Linked DNA regions of Mus musculus: region 2 is linked to region 1. Evidence: chromatin contacts called from public HiChIP or PLAC-seq data. All regions are on one chromosome and are shown on one strand. Each heading gives the region's core, a stretch centred on a gene start, on an enhancer-like site or on the middle of the called end of the contact. The rest is flanking DNA. Distances are from core to core; before and after follow the strand shown.

Region 1 (6,829 bases), core at 2,984-5,483:
TCAGGAATGAACATCAGCACATCTGGAGCATCTGCCCTGACTGGCTATGAGGGAATTGCATCAGGACTCACCCCACCCCATGGACTCGGAGCCTCTAAGCCCTGCAGACAGGGTCGAGCCCACTCGCTATGACTACCTCCCTTGCCAGTCACGGAAGGAAGATAGATCCTGGTCATAGATGAAGCAGAGAGGCCAGGGGACTGGTTGGGACCAGGTTGGGAAGCCATGTTTATTTGAAACTAGGAGCGGACTTGGATTCCTCAGCCCCAGAACACTTCTATTTGAGATGCCCTACCAGGGCTCTGGGCCACCCTGTCTCAGGCCTCCCTGGAAACCAGAGCTGCACCAGACCTTAACCAAGCAAAGCCAGGGAATGTTAGGCACAGCCTCTCTGCTTTCGGGAAAGCGGCTCACTCTGCTCTCCTTGGCCCAGGTGTGTCTGGACCACCTGCTTTGGCAGACAGCTGATGGCCTGGAGCCCTGGTGCCTCACTGGCCCAGGTGGGACCTGACCTACAAACCTAGAAGTCAGGCTGCTGAGCCCCAAACATCCCCACCACACCCCTGGCCTCGAGGGACAGGGACACACACGTGGCTTTTCCTGGTGAGACACATTCTATTTCGAAAAAACCCTGTTCTTGGATGCTGCCCAGAAAAAATGAAGGTAGTGTGAGCTACAGAGGAAAACGGGCAGGGTTTTCCATTCAGGGCAGACTAACCGTGGCTGGATCTGACCTAGGGTCACAGTGACCACCCCACACCCCCACGGATCCCCACCCAAGCTTGAAACTGCAAGCATGCGTGTGCATTCTTTCCCCATGAGAAACTTCAACTCTTTAAAACCACTCCCACCCACGGGAGTGGTAATAAATTAAGCTGTTATCAGCCATCTACACTTTAATGCGAATTAGCTTGATCAGTACATCTAGAATTGTCTAGGGGAGCCCGATCATTAAAAAAAAGAAGAAAAAAAGGAAGGAAAGGAAGGAAGGAAGGAAGGAAGGAAGGAAGGAAGAAAGAAAGAAAGAAAGAAAGAAAGAAAGAAAGAAAGAAAGAAAGAAAGAAAGAAAGAAAGAAAGGAAGGAAGAAAGAAGAAAAGAAAGAAGTCAAATGTGGGAGGGGAATGACAGATTTAAGAACAGACAAGTAGGGACTACTAACTCAAGGATGGGAAGAGCCACTAGGGGCAGATTGTCAACAGGTGACAGGAAAGAGAAAACGTGGTAAAAAAGGTGGCACCCCTTTGTCACTCTGAGCTCTAGTGTTTTTCACCCCAGAGCAGCCACACCTGACCCCACCCCAGAGCATAAAATGTCTTTGAAGTCTCCTGTTTTTACTTTCAAGTTCATTCAGATGCTACACTCTACACCACAATACACGCTGGCTTGTTTTCACATCATCAAAACAACAGTGAGATAGATTTAGTGTGGGCCCCTTTTCCAAAGGTGTTATCTCTAATCCCTGCACTGCAGAGGTGAAGGCCTGAGAAACAGGATCCAGGAACGGTATTTGCAATACTGTGAGTGCAAGGCCACCAGGGGTGTGCCTGAAACCCAGCTTCAGAAACAAACAAACAAACAAACAAACAACAACAACAGCAGCAGCAAACCCAAGAGATCTGGGGAAATGGCTCTGCTTAAGGCAACTGTTGAATAAGCCAGAGTCAGGATAGCCAGAAACTGTATAAATGCCAGGGGTGTGGTGGCCTGTCTGATTCCAAACTCAGAAGGTAGAAATTAAGGCCCTCCAGAGCTGGCTGGGTTATCCCCAGCAAGGCGAGCTACATCTGCAAGCTCCAGCCTCTACTAGGAGCCCCTGCCTCTGTGAATAAAGTGGTAGATTGATGGAAGATGATTCTGGACCTCCACTTTTAGCTCCCTCACACATTTGCATACACATATATATGCACACACAAGCGGGCCCATACCAAGCAATAGACCCCCAACATTAGTCTTTCTGAAGACAGTTGACTGGCTGGGCTCAAAGGTCCCAGGATAGACAATTTCTTGCCTCTCAGAATGTTATAGTGTAGCCAGGCGATGGATACCTTTAATCCTAGCACAGGTGGGGCAGAGGCAGGTGGATCTCTGATTTCAAGGCCAGCCTGGTCCACATAACTAATTCCAGGTGAATCCAAGCTGCATAGTAAGACCCTGTCTAAAAGAAAAGGGAGGAGTGGGGAGACAGCCAACAGGGTAGCTCGGTGGGCTGAAGGGCTTGCTGCCAAGTCTGATGATGTGAGTTCAATTCCCAGGAGCCTCATGAGGAACTGAATTTAGAAAGTGGTCCTCTTACTCCCCACCCCCAACATCCACAGATAGATAGACAGGTAGACAGACAGGTTGATAGGGGCTAGAGTGATGGATCATCGATAAAGCACTGGCTGTTCTTTCTGATGTTACAAGTGCCTGTGTCTTTTCCCCATTGGCTGGAGTCAGACCTCGCGGCCTTATCCCATTGGATAGTCTGAAAAGAATTAGCATACAAAAAAAAAAAAAAAAAAAAAAAGAATTAGCATACAAAAATATGGAGGAAGGAGAAAGTGTGGGTCACTATTCCAAGTTACCAAATTCATGAAGCAGGAGGCTTTTGTGTAAACAAAGGTTTTCCTGGGTGGGAGGATTAAAACACTAACATAATTTGGTTTTTTCCCTCCCCCGACAGGGTTTTTCCGTGTAGCCCTGGCTGTCCTCGAACTCGGAGAGCTGTCTGCCTCTGTCTCCGAGTGCTGGAACTAAGGTCGTGGGCCAGAATACCCGGTTTAAAGCTCTTCTCTTGATCAAGAGAGTGCACACTGAAGTCAGAACACAGAAACAGGAGGTGCGTTTGGTGGTTTGGTGTTTGGGCTAACTTGGGTAGTGACGTCATCTCCCCCCCCCCCATTGGCTAGCGTCCGACCTCACAGTTTTATCTGATTGGCTAGTTTGAGAAAAAACTATGATACACAGGAAACAGAGGAGGTAGGGGAGGGAGTAACCGCTCCTGGCTATCAAATTCCTGGAACACAGCAGGGGCCTTTGAAAGGCTTTATTGGATGAGAGAATTTAAACATTTGTATAGAAGTTGTAGGATGTGGGTAAGACAAAGAATTTTAATTCCAATGTCCCAAACAGATTTTACAGTATTTGATAGAAAAAATTTTCATATTTGATATTGCTTACACAGAAGACCAGTTCAATCTCCTTCCTTGCACCTACATGTGACTCACAACCGTCACTCCAGTCCCGGGGGATCTGACGCCCTCTTCAGGCCTCCGAAGTCACTGCACTCACATGGTGTGTACACACGCAGAGAAAACACCAAGGCATGCAGCATACTAAAAAACAAGAATAAGTCAGATGAAAGTTGCTAGAACGAAATGTGGAACCTAGTGGTATTCAGGAGGCTGAGGCAGGAGGATAGAAAGCTCAAGGCTAGCCTGAGCTACAGAGTTGAGCTCAAAACATTGAGCCTGGAAACACTGTGACTAAAAAGAGCTAAAGACGCAGCTCAGTGATGGAATGCTTGCTGAACGTGCACATGACCCCAGCTTTAATCCTCAGTCAGGGAAAAAAAAAAGTGTGAGCTGTCTGGGGCCTGGGGCATCCTCCACCAGAGACAGAGACGTCAGCAGGCTGTCCACATGTGAAGGCTACACACCTCTTACTCAATAGTGTCTAGCCTGGAAATCTGGCTAACATCCTGGGCAAATGATGTCCAAACATACAGCTGACTTCTGTTGCCCCTGGGGCTGGCCTGAACATTAAATCTTTGAAGACACGTCAACCTTTCATAAAGACCAGACACCTTGCCTCTCACCCCCAGCCTGCTAATCCCATGATCCTTCTTGAAGACACACACGTTGTAACAGTAAAATAATAACCAGCCATGCTATCTGCAGGCTTGATTTGCACGGGGCCAGTTACCTACAGCAACCCAACCCCTTCACCTGCACAATGGCCTCTTGGAAAAATTAGGTCTCATGACCATCATCCTGTGTGATACATGAGGGCAAGAGAGTTCATTAGCACTAACCTAACTCAAGGTCACACCGTTAACCTGGCTGGTGACAGAAACAGGATTGGTACCAAGGTCCAAGCCATGAGTCCCAGTCAGGGCCCTTGCCTGGCTCAGGCTGGCTGGTTTTAAGCTGTCATGTTAGCTGTCATTGACTAAGCAATTTCTTCTATTAAGCGGATCCCTCTGCAGGTTGCTTGGCCATGTTTTTTACTCCCTGTCTGCAGGAAGCAGGGAGGGAGGGGCAAGCTTGGAGGAAATGAAACAGAAGATGCCATGCCTTGCCCTTAGCAACAAGACATGCCAGTAACACTTCAAAGTTTGCAAACCCCTCCCATGAGCTCACCAAATCTTTTCCACAACCCTGCCAAGTAGCATTCATGAGCTCGGCTCTGGGATGAGGAAACTGGAGGCTGCAAGTCACAAGGGGCTGCCCCCAGGATCCTCTGGTGGCTGGGGAAGAGCTGTATCTTGACCCCAGGTCCCATGACAGCCCTGGGCCAAAGGGAAGTGACACACGCGGTCCTGACAGCCCCTGACAGTGGCTTCCGACCTGCACCTAGGACTCCTTTCTTTCTTCTTGGAGATAGCGCTAGCTAGCAAATGAGAGCGTTTATTTTAGGATTTGGTCTGCTGGGGACATTGTAGTGAGAAAACCCCAGGGCTTCAGCGCGGTTGAAGCGGCAGGCGGGGTATTTGCTCAGACTGTCCGCAACCAGTATTTGGAGCACAGAGAGATCCAGTCAGACGCTCCTTGAGTCAATTCATCCTCACAGGCATCCTCAACTGCTGGCCATTCAGAAGAGGAGACATCACCAAAGCCATCTGCCTGACCACTTAAGTTCAGTGGGATGGAGAATGGAGAAGAACAGAGAGTCAAGGGCAGGGAACGGGCCTGGGGGAGCCCTAGTGGGAAAGTGGGTAGACACTTCTACTGACTGGAGGGAGATGGAAGACGGGCTCCAGGTCCTTAGGGGCCGTTTGAACAGTTGGGTTGGGGGACCTGCAGCAGAAAGCTGGAAGCCATAGCTCATGTCTATAATCCTAACTCTAAGGAGACTAAGGCAGGAAGTTCACTGAGATTTTTGAGGTCATCTTGGGCTACATGAGTAGTTCCGGGCCACAGACTAAGAGCCTGTGCCAGCAAAGGTATGTGGGAGGGGCGTATTCTTCGTCAATGCTTTTGGGCAGCAATACGTTACGTAATTCAGAGTCTCTTTGGTTTTTCAAGATAGGGTTCCTCTGTGTAGCCCTGGTTGTCCTAGAACTTGCACTGAAGACCAGGTTGGCCTTGAACTCAAAGATCCGCCAGCCTCTGCTTCCCAAATGCTGGACTAAAGGTGTGCACCACCACCGAGTTACAGATTTTGTGAGCCACCCAGTGCGGGTACTGGCAATTGAACTGTGGTCCTCTGCAACAGCTGTAAGTACTCTTAAAAACTAAACCATCTCTCCAGGCCCATTTTTATTTATTAAAAAAAAAAAAACTGTTCTCATGTAGCTCAGGCTGGCTTCCCACAACTTATATGTCCTAGGCTAGCCTTAAACTCCTCATTCTCCTGCCTTCATCTCCCAAGTACTGGAATTACAGGTTAGCCCCACACCTGGCTTATCATCCAGTCTTTTGGAGTTCAGAAAAGCAACCCAGAGCCAGACCATAACAGCCCCACGGGGTATGGTCTGCACACTATAATCAAACCGTGATGTCGCTGAAGAGAACTCTTTAGACTTTCACGTGAGGGAATGAAAACAGCCGGTCCTTTGTCAGCTCAGCTCAGGTCTCTGTGCTAAATATATTTTGTCTTCAGTCCTTCTAGGCATTTGGAGTCATAGATAAGACGCTGTAGACTTAAATAGATGTCACTGGTGGCAGGCCCGCTGCTCCGCCCTTCTGTCTCCTTTGACTTAGTTCCCAGTGGATAAAACAAAGCCCAGAGATACTGAGTGGCCTGCCTGTCCTAGGCCCCTCAGCTGCTCAGAGCAGGGTCCCAGGGTCATGTGCAGCTAAGAATGATCCCAGATTTCCTATGTAGCAAGGATGGCTTTGAACCCAGGCTCCTCTTGCTTCTACCTCCCTAGCATTGGTATCACAGATAGGCTTCAGCACACCCTGCCCTGTCCCCCAGTTCTTCTCCACCTAGGGAGAAAAGCCCACTCTGCACTACTTGGTTTGGTCAGCTGGCATTTCCGATGCCAGAACTACCCACCGTGGAACAAACAGATGTCTTAGACGGGCTAGAGTTCTCACCGGTTATGTTTAAATATGTCTAAACCAGGTATGATGGCTCCCTGTAATCCTAGCACTTGGGAAAAAGAGCTTTCCCTTGAGACAGCGTTTGCTACCCCAGTCAAGTGTTCTTCTTGTGCTTGTGGCTATCAGAGGTCCTGTATCAGTATCTACATTTCAGCACTCGCTGATGTTGCAAAGCATCAAGATGACTACATTATAAAGGGGAAAAGGAACGTGGCCTTCCCCTGTTCTGGCCATAGCAATCCACATGGTTCCGGGCACACACCACAGGCATGCCAGCTGAAGGGACAAAGCTTAATATTTCATTGTGGTGAAAGTCATCAACACATGAACATGAAGAACAGGATGTTCATGCCTGAGAAACAGTTCTAATTGTGAAGAGTCCTTATGGTCTGCAGAGGACCAGAATTCAGTTCTCAGGCACCACATGAGCATTCATAACCACCTGTCACTCCAGCCCCAGGAGGCCTGATGCCCTGTGGGCGCTGGAACTCACGTGTGCATACCGGCACCCAGACACACACATATGCACTCAGTTAAAAGCAAAAATCTTAAGACGACAACAAGCATTTGATTCTCGTCC
Region 2 (6,906 bases), core at 357-2,856, 79 kb after region 1:
GAGCTCTGCAGATTTTCACGCAGGTTGTCATGCTTGTGCAACAAGCACTCTTGCCCGCAGAGCTACCTCCCAGCCTGTGCCTCCCAGCCTGTGCCTCCCAGCCTGTGCACGAATTCTGTTTGGAAACTTGCTGCGTCACTGATCTGCTGTGGACAGAATGGGGTTCCATCCACGGATAACAGAGAATGTTCTAACACAGCTTCACGGTGTCCTGGAGCCATGAAACGAGCTCCTTTTGTATGCCTCTTCCTTCCTTCCTTTCTTCCTTCCTTCCTTTCTTTCAAGATTTATTTATTTAGTGTATAGGAGTACACTGTAGCTATACAAATGGTTGTGAACCTTCAAGTGGTTGCTGGGGAATTTAGGACCTCTGCTTGTCCTCTCAGTCCCTGAGTGCTCTGGCCCAAAGATTTATTTATTATAATAAATAAGTAAAGATGGTTGTGAGCCACCATGTGGTTGCTTGGGATTTGAACTCAGAACCTTCAGAAGAGCAGTCAGTGCTCTTAACCACTGAGCCACCTCTCCAGCCCCTCTACACTCCTGGTTCTTATAAGGTGGTTCCACTTGCACATCTCTGGGCTAACTCCTAACTTCTCACAAAGCCCTTCTGCACTCCTGTTTCCTATAAGTCCACCCCACCCCAGCACCTCTGGGTTCTCTCCCAGCCTGTAGCCTTCCTCTTAATAAATTCTATCCATCCTAGTTCCGGATTCCTCACCAGCCACTGCCTCTACCCCAGGCCCCATCCCCTCATCACCCTGCCTTGCTTAGGCTATTGCAGATGCAGCTCCTGACTGGTTTGTTCTGTGTACCCTAAGCACCCTACAGACAAGCCTCTGCCAAGACACTTAAGGGGGCTTTGTTGTTTGGGTTTTTGAGACAGGGTCTCACTGGCTGGCTGGCCTGGAACTCGCTCTGTAGACCAGGCAATAGATTCATAGAGATCTGTTTTCATCCAAGTGCTAGGATTAAAGGCACTAGACAGCCACTATTCTTGGGCTCTTGTTTGTTTGGAGACAGAGTCTCATGTATCCTAGGGTAGCCTAGAACTTTTTTTTTTTTCCAGCACAGGGTTTCTCTGTGTAGCCCTGGCTGTCCTGAAACTCACACTGATAACGAGGCTGGCCTCAAACACACAGAACTCCACCTGCCTCTGCCTCCCCAGTGCTGGGATTAAAGGTGTACAGGACCACCACCCAGCCGCCTAGAATTTATTTATTTATTTCTTCCTAGCATTTAGAGGATTTGTGGAATGGAGCAGGGTGGTTGGAGGTGGAGGGAAACTAAGGTAGCTTTTGGTCTGTACATGGTAAACCAACTTCACTGCTCTTGGTAGGAAGTGTGGGCTTTTAGCGTGCTAGAAGTAAGGGTGGAGGTTTGGTTAGCCAGAGTCAAAGGTCACCCACAGGTCATAACACGCAGCAGTCAGGGGTCAAGGATGTCAGTCTACCTGAGCTATCTTCAAGTTCCTGAAAAAAAAGAAAAGGAGAAGAGGAAGACAGATGAGGTAACTGTCATTGATGTCACATCAGAACGTGCAGGGCTGCGCTTCACTTAGCTCAGTGACCTTGGAACTCCTGGTGTGAGCGACAGGCGGAGAGGGAATGACCCTTGAGGTCAGAAGTTAAGACCGTTTGTGGTTAGTGTGCCTTAGTTCCTGTGAGAACCCAGGCCCTCTCACCTGAGGTCGACTCTCTGGCCAGCTGACTCTGAGAGGAAGTGCCTTCTAAGTCGCTTTCTGGTTATTGGTAGGATCCAACTACTTGGGGACTGATGTTTGCGAACATTAGTGAATGAAAAATTGAAAATAAGACTGAAGAGATTAGCTCAGCGGTTAAGAGCACTGACTGATCATCCAGAGGTCCTGAGTTCAATTCCCAGCAACCACATGGAGGCTCACAACCATCTGTAATGGGACCCGATGCCCTCTTCTGCTGTGTCTGAAGAGAGCAATGGTGTACTAATATACATAAAATAAATAAATAAATCTTTAAAAAGAAAATAAAAAATAAAGAAGATACCAGTGTTCGTAGGTATGGTGGAAGAGGAGGTTTATTGTAGATGCGAGGGAGAGAGCCAGCAGCTGGGAAGTCCTGGAGAGTCCAGAGTGAACAAGACCTGGCCCTGGGAGGAGAGGGGAGCAAAGGGGAACAGAGGGCTGGAAGAGTAAGGCCAAGTTTCCAAAATGGCTGCGCTATCTAGGGAAGGCAGCTGGGGAAGAACACCCCAGCCTCTGGGCTGGAGAAATTTAGGGTATGCCAGCCATGCCCTGTAACAGGCAGGGACTGAGGGATGCTGGGAGAACCTGGGGCCAGGGTTGCTTTGCTATGTTAAATAGGCACCTCTGGTAGTCATTTGTCCTGGGTTTGAGATCTAACTATAAGTTCCCAGCCAAAGGAACCTCTCTGTAGGGAGACTACCAACTCTGGGGCTCTGTCTTGGTACCACCAGCACTGAAGTCTATACGGTGTTAACAAGAGCTTTTCAGGTGGTGAGAGCTTAGTGGATAAAGATACTTGTGGTCAATCCTGGAACTTGTGTGGTGGAAGGAGATTTCCATATGTGCTCCGCAGCACACTAGTTCTTCCTAGCAAACAAAGAGATGTCATTCATATATATATATACATATACATATATATATGAATGACAGGGTTACACTGTATAGCTTGGCTGGCCTGAAACTATGTAGAATGGGCTGGCTTTGACTGCAAAAAGGCCCTGGGTGTGCTTCTAATTCTAGAGCCCTGGAATTAAAGGCAGGGGCTCCAACCTAGTCAAGACTAATTTATCTATTTATTTATTTATTTATTTATTATTTATTTACTTTGGAGACAGGGTCTCTCTGTGTAGCCCTGGCTGTCCTGGAACTTTCTCTGTAGACCAGGCTGGCCTCCAACTCAGAGATCTGCCTGCCTCTGCCTCCCAAGTGCTTAATATTAAAAGTGACTTAAAATAAGTCACCATCCAGTGACTTATTTTATTTTATTTTAAAGATTTACTTATTTTATGTATGTGAGTACACTGTAGCTCTTCTCAGACACACTAGAAGAGGGCATTAGAACTCATTAGAGATGGTTGTGAGCCACCATGCGGTTGCTGGGATTTGAACTCAGGGCCTCTGGAAGAGCAGTAAGTGCTCTTAACCGCTGAGCCACCTCTCTAGCTCCCTTTTTTAAATTGTAAATTATGTGTGTGTCTGCATGTGCACATGTGTGCTCGAGCTCGGGTACCTTTCAAAGCCAGACGGCAGCAGCGTCAGATCCTTGGAGTAGACAAGCGCGTTCATTTGTTTTGAGTCTGGGTCTCTGTGTAGTCCTGGCTGTCCCCGAACTCTCCATGGGGATCAGGCTGACCTACCTTTGTGGCTTGAGCCCTAGAGTGAAAGGCCTGTGCCACTATACCCGTCCCCAACAGTAAGCCTCATAAATAGACTTTGCATTAAAATGTAAAATTACGGCTGGGCGTGGTGGTGCACGCCTTTAATCCCAGCACTCTGGAGGCAGAGGCAGGTGAATTTCTGAGTTCGAGACCAGCCTGGTCTACAGAGTGAGTTCCAGGACAGCCAGAGCTATACAGAGAAACCCTGTCTCGAAAAACCAAAAACCAACCAACCAAACAAAAAAGATAAAATTACACTCATTTACTCATGAGTGCGAATGTATGGATGTGGGCTGGCCATCCACCGTGAGAGGGCTGGGGTCAGAGGGCAACCTGTGGGAATCGATTCTCTCCTCTGACCCTCACCTTGTAAGCGACCGCTTATCTCTTTGCTAGGCTCTGTTTGTTCCCAGGGCATAGGTACTGACCTGCTCTTGCTGAGCTCCGTGACCGGTGGACCGGTCTTAGTGGAAGCAGTTACATAAACAAAGTGGATTTCAGAGAGGTCAAAACCGAAGGGATGGGGGAGGGCTTGGGTCATCAGTGCAGAGTGAAGCCCAGGGGAGGTGGGACTGAGGCCTGGGGACTGAAGCCAGGGGAGGAAGGGTGGTAGAAAGGGAAGAAGCAGGAGCCAGCTAGATTGGAGTCCGTGAGCCAAGAGCGACACTTGTTGGCCGAAGAGGGGGTAGCCACCTGTGACAGGCTGCGGAGATGGGGTGGGGCTGGAGAGGTCAGGAGTAGAAGTGGGAGGGCCTCCCTAACAGAAGCAGCCTTAGTGGAAGTGTGAAGGCTTCCCCAGAAGGTGATAGAGTGGAGAATATGGGAGGCACATGGGGCTGGAGAGATGGCTCAGCGGTTAAGAGCACTGACTGCTCTTTCAGAGGTCCTGAGTTCAATTCCCAGCAACCACATGGCGGCTCACAACCATCTATAACGGGATTGGAAGCCCTCTTCTCTTCTTTCTGAAGAGAGCAACAGTGTACTCACATACATAAAATAAATCTTAAAAAGAAAAGAAAATGGGAGACACACACCTTCACAGGCCAAGGCAGGTGAATGAATCTCTGTAGGTTCGAGGCCAGCCTGGTCTACAGAGAGAGTCCCAGGATAGCCAAGGCTACACAGCTCATTTTTGTATACTGAACCTTAGAGTTTCCCACACCAAGTACCTTCTAGTGTCTCTTTAAAAAGCTAAACATATCTATTTATTTTTTTCCTAAGATTTATTTATTATTATATCTAAGTACACTGTAGCTGTCTTCAGACACACCAGAAGAGGGCATCAGATCTTATTAAGGATGGTTGTGAGCCACCATGTAGTTGCTGGGATTTGAACTCATGACCTCTGGAAGAGTAGTCAGTGCTCTTACCCGCTGAGCATCTCCAGCCCCCATCTATTTATTCTTATTATTACTGTGTGTGTGTATAGGCACATGGGTGCTATGGTGTGTGTGTGTGTGTGTGTGTGTGTGTGTGTGTGTGTGTGTGTGCGTGTGTGCCTGTGTGTACATGTCAAAGGACAGCTTTAGGATGAGGTTTCCAGGGTTGAACTCAGGCTGCCTGGACCCTGCAGCAAACACTTTTAATCTGAGGAGCCATCTTTTGTGCTTTCGGGCCCAGCCATCTTTTTGCTTTTTATTTTGTTATACAGTCTCACCAAATTGCTGGAGTTCGAATTCCGGTAGGCCTGGAACTTTTTGACCCTCCTGCCTTAGGGTCGTCAGCTGGTGGAATGACCCGCTTACACCTGGCCCGGCTCAAGTTTCTCTTAATCGAGTTTATTTCTGGTTTCCAGCCTCCTCACTTCTGCTGTGACTGGGCTGAAGACACCGGGGCAGGGATTAAATCCTGTTGTAGGTTTCAATACTGTTTGTAGAATCTTGTTTTGGCCGGCAGTGCTAACTGGAAACTTGTCGCCGATTGCCACCTAGTGGTCATTTGAAGAACTGCCCCAGGTCCAAATGAATTTCTCGCAGTTTATTGGGAAAAGGAGTTAGACTGCTCGCTATTCTGAATTCGGTGAGTACACAGTAGGAGGAGTGTTCAGGGCTGGGAGGAATGTGATTCAAACGAATAGTGTTGGGGAGAATGGCTCGGTGGGTAAGAGCTGCCAAAGCATGTGACCCTGAGTTCAGATCACAGAAGCCAGTCTGGAGCATGGTGTGCACCTGGAATCCCGGTACTGAGGCCGGAGGATTTCTGAGGTTTTTAGACAGCTTAGGCAGTGTAGCCAGGCAATAGCAAACTCCAGTCTGGTGTAGGAGAGACCATCTTGAGGGGATAAAGAAGAGTGATCATGGACATCTGACATCTGCCTCTGGCCCCCATGCACAGCCCCACGGGGACGAACAGATCTCCACTCCCAGACACTTCTTTTACTTCACTTTATTTTTTGAGACACGGTCTTATAGGTCTAATGTAGACTAGGACTCTTTCTGTAGACAAGGTTATCTTCTAACGCACAGACATTGGACTTCCTCAGCCTCCCAGTGCCGAGACAGTGCCGAGACAGAACGTGAACCCCACCGTATCTGGCTTCAAACACTTTTGTTTTGTTGTTCCTACACAGCATATGGTCTCAAGCAGCCCAGGCTAGCCCGAAACATGAACATACAGATGGGGAAGAGTTTGAACTCCTGATCCCATACCTCCAATCACCAAACACAGTTTCCAGGCCCACACCACCACCATGCCAATGTTTAGAAGGCTACTTATTTGTTCATTTGTTTATGTACGTAGTTTTCTGAGACAAGGTTTAAAGGTACTAGATAGGATATAAGGTAACCCTACTATCCCACTCTCCATTGAGGCTGCTGCATATTAGGAGTTAAGAAGTGTATAGAAAGCCGGGCGTGGTGGCCCACGCCTTTAATCCCAGCACTCGGGAGGCAGAGGCAGGAGGATTTCTGAGTTCGAGGCCAGCCTGGTCTACAAAGTGAGCTCCAGGACAGCCAGGGCTATACAGAGAAACCCTGTCTCGAAAAAAACAAAAAACAAACAAACAAAAAAAAAAACCAAAACAAAACAAAAAAAACCAAGAAGTGTATAGAAGGGTTGGAGAGATGGCTCAGTGGTTAAGAGCACTAACTGGTTTTCCAGAGGTTCTGAGTTCAATTCCCAGCCGCAACATGGTGGCTCACAACCATCTGTAATGAGATCTGAGGCCTTCTTCTGGCCTGCAGGCTTACATGCAGGCAGGATGCTGTATATATAATAAATAAATAATTAAAAAAAATTTATTTAGCCGGGCAGTGGTGGCACACGCCTTTAATCCCAGCACTCGGGAGGCAGAGGCAGGCGGATTTCTGTGTTCGAGGCCAGCCTGGGCTACGGAGTGAGTTCCAGGACAGCCAGGACTACACAGAGAAACCCTGTCTCAAAAAAAAATTATTTATTTATTATATGTAAGTACACTGTAGCTGTCCTCAGATATTCCAGAAGAGGGCATCAGATTTCATTACGGATGGTTGTGAGCCACCATGTGGTTGCTGGGAATTGAACTCAGGACCTCTGGGAGAGCGGTCA

Evidence for each region. HiChIP or PLAC-seq counts read pairs in DNA pulled down with a chosen protein or histone mark.
Region 2: an H3K27ac HiChIP or PLAC-seq map of the HPC-7 cell line shows a contact between it and region 1, with 6 times the contacts expected there. The contact joins two enhancer-like sites. A contact is called at or near these places in 1 of 39 promoter capture datasets (embryonic stem cells), 4 of 15 datasets of contacts at CTCF or cohesin (the G1E-ER4 cell line, embryonic stem cells and large pre-B cells), 21 of 484 Hi-C or Micro-C datasets (CD4 T cells, CD8 T cells, the G1E-ER4 cell line and 8 more), 17 of 115 datasets of contacts at active chromatin or transcription factors (the 230-238 cell line, CD8 T cells, the HPC-7 cell line and 11 more) and 4 of 9 other capture datasets (adipose tissue, embryonic stem cells, liver and 1 more).

The regions. Positions count from the first base shown.
Region 1 is chr17:29,427,733-29,434,561 of GRCm38.p6, forward strand. It overlaps Gm36486 (a long non-coding RNA gene), which reads right to left. Exons shown (of 2, transcript XR_876726.3): 2 at 3,071-3,315. Among named protein-coding and RNA genes, the nearest start is that of Gm36199, 3.7 kb to the right of the region's middle. RefSeq lists an enhancer at 5,929-6,829. Within about 2 kb of position 4,234, at least 27 of the 459 cell types and tissues checked have an H3K27ac peak or open chromatin away from gene starts, as enhancers often do. A contact at or near this core is called in the HPC-7 cell line and germinal center B cells, where this site is marked.
Region 2 is chr17:29,509,310-29,516,215 of GRCm38.p6, forward strand. No RefSeq gene overlaps it. Among named protein-coding and RNA genes, the nearest start is that of Gm26885, 21 kb to the left of the region's middle. Within about 2 kb of position 1,607, at least 59 of the 459 cell types and tissues checked have an H3K27ac peak or open chromatin away from gene starts, as enhancers often do. A contact at or near this core is called in the HPC-7 cell line and germinal center B cells, where this site is marked.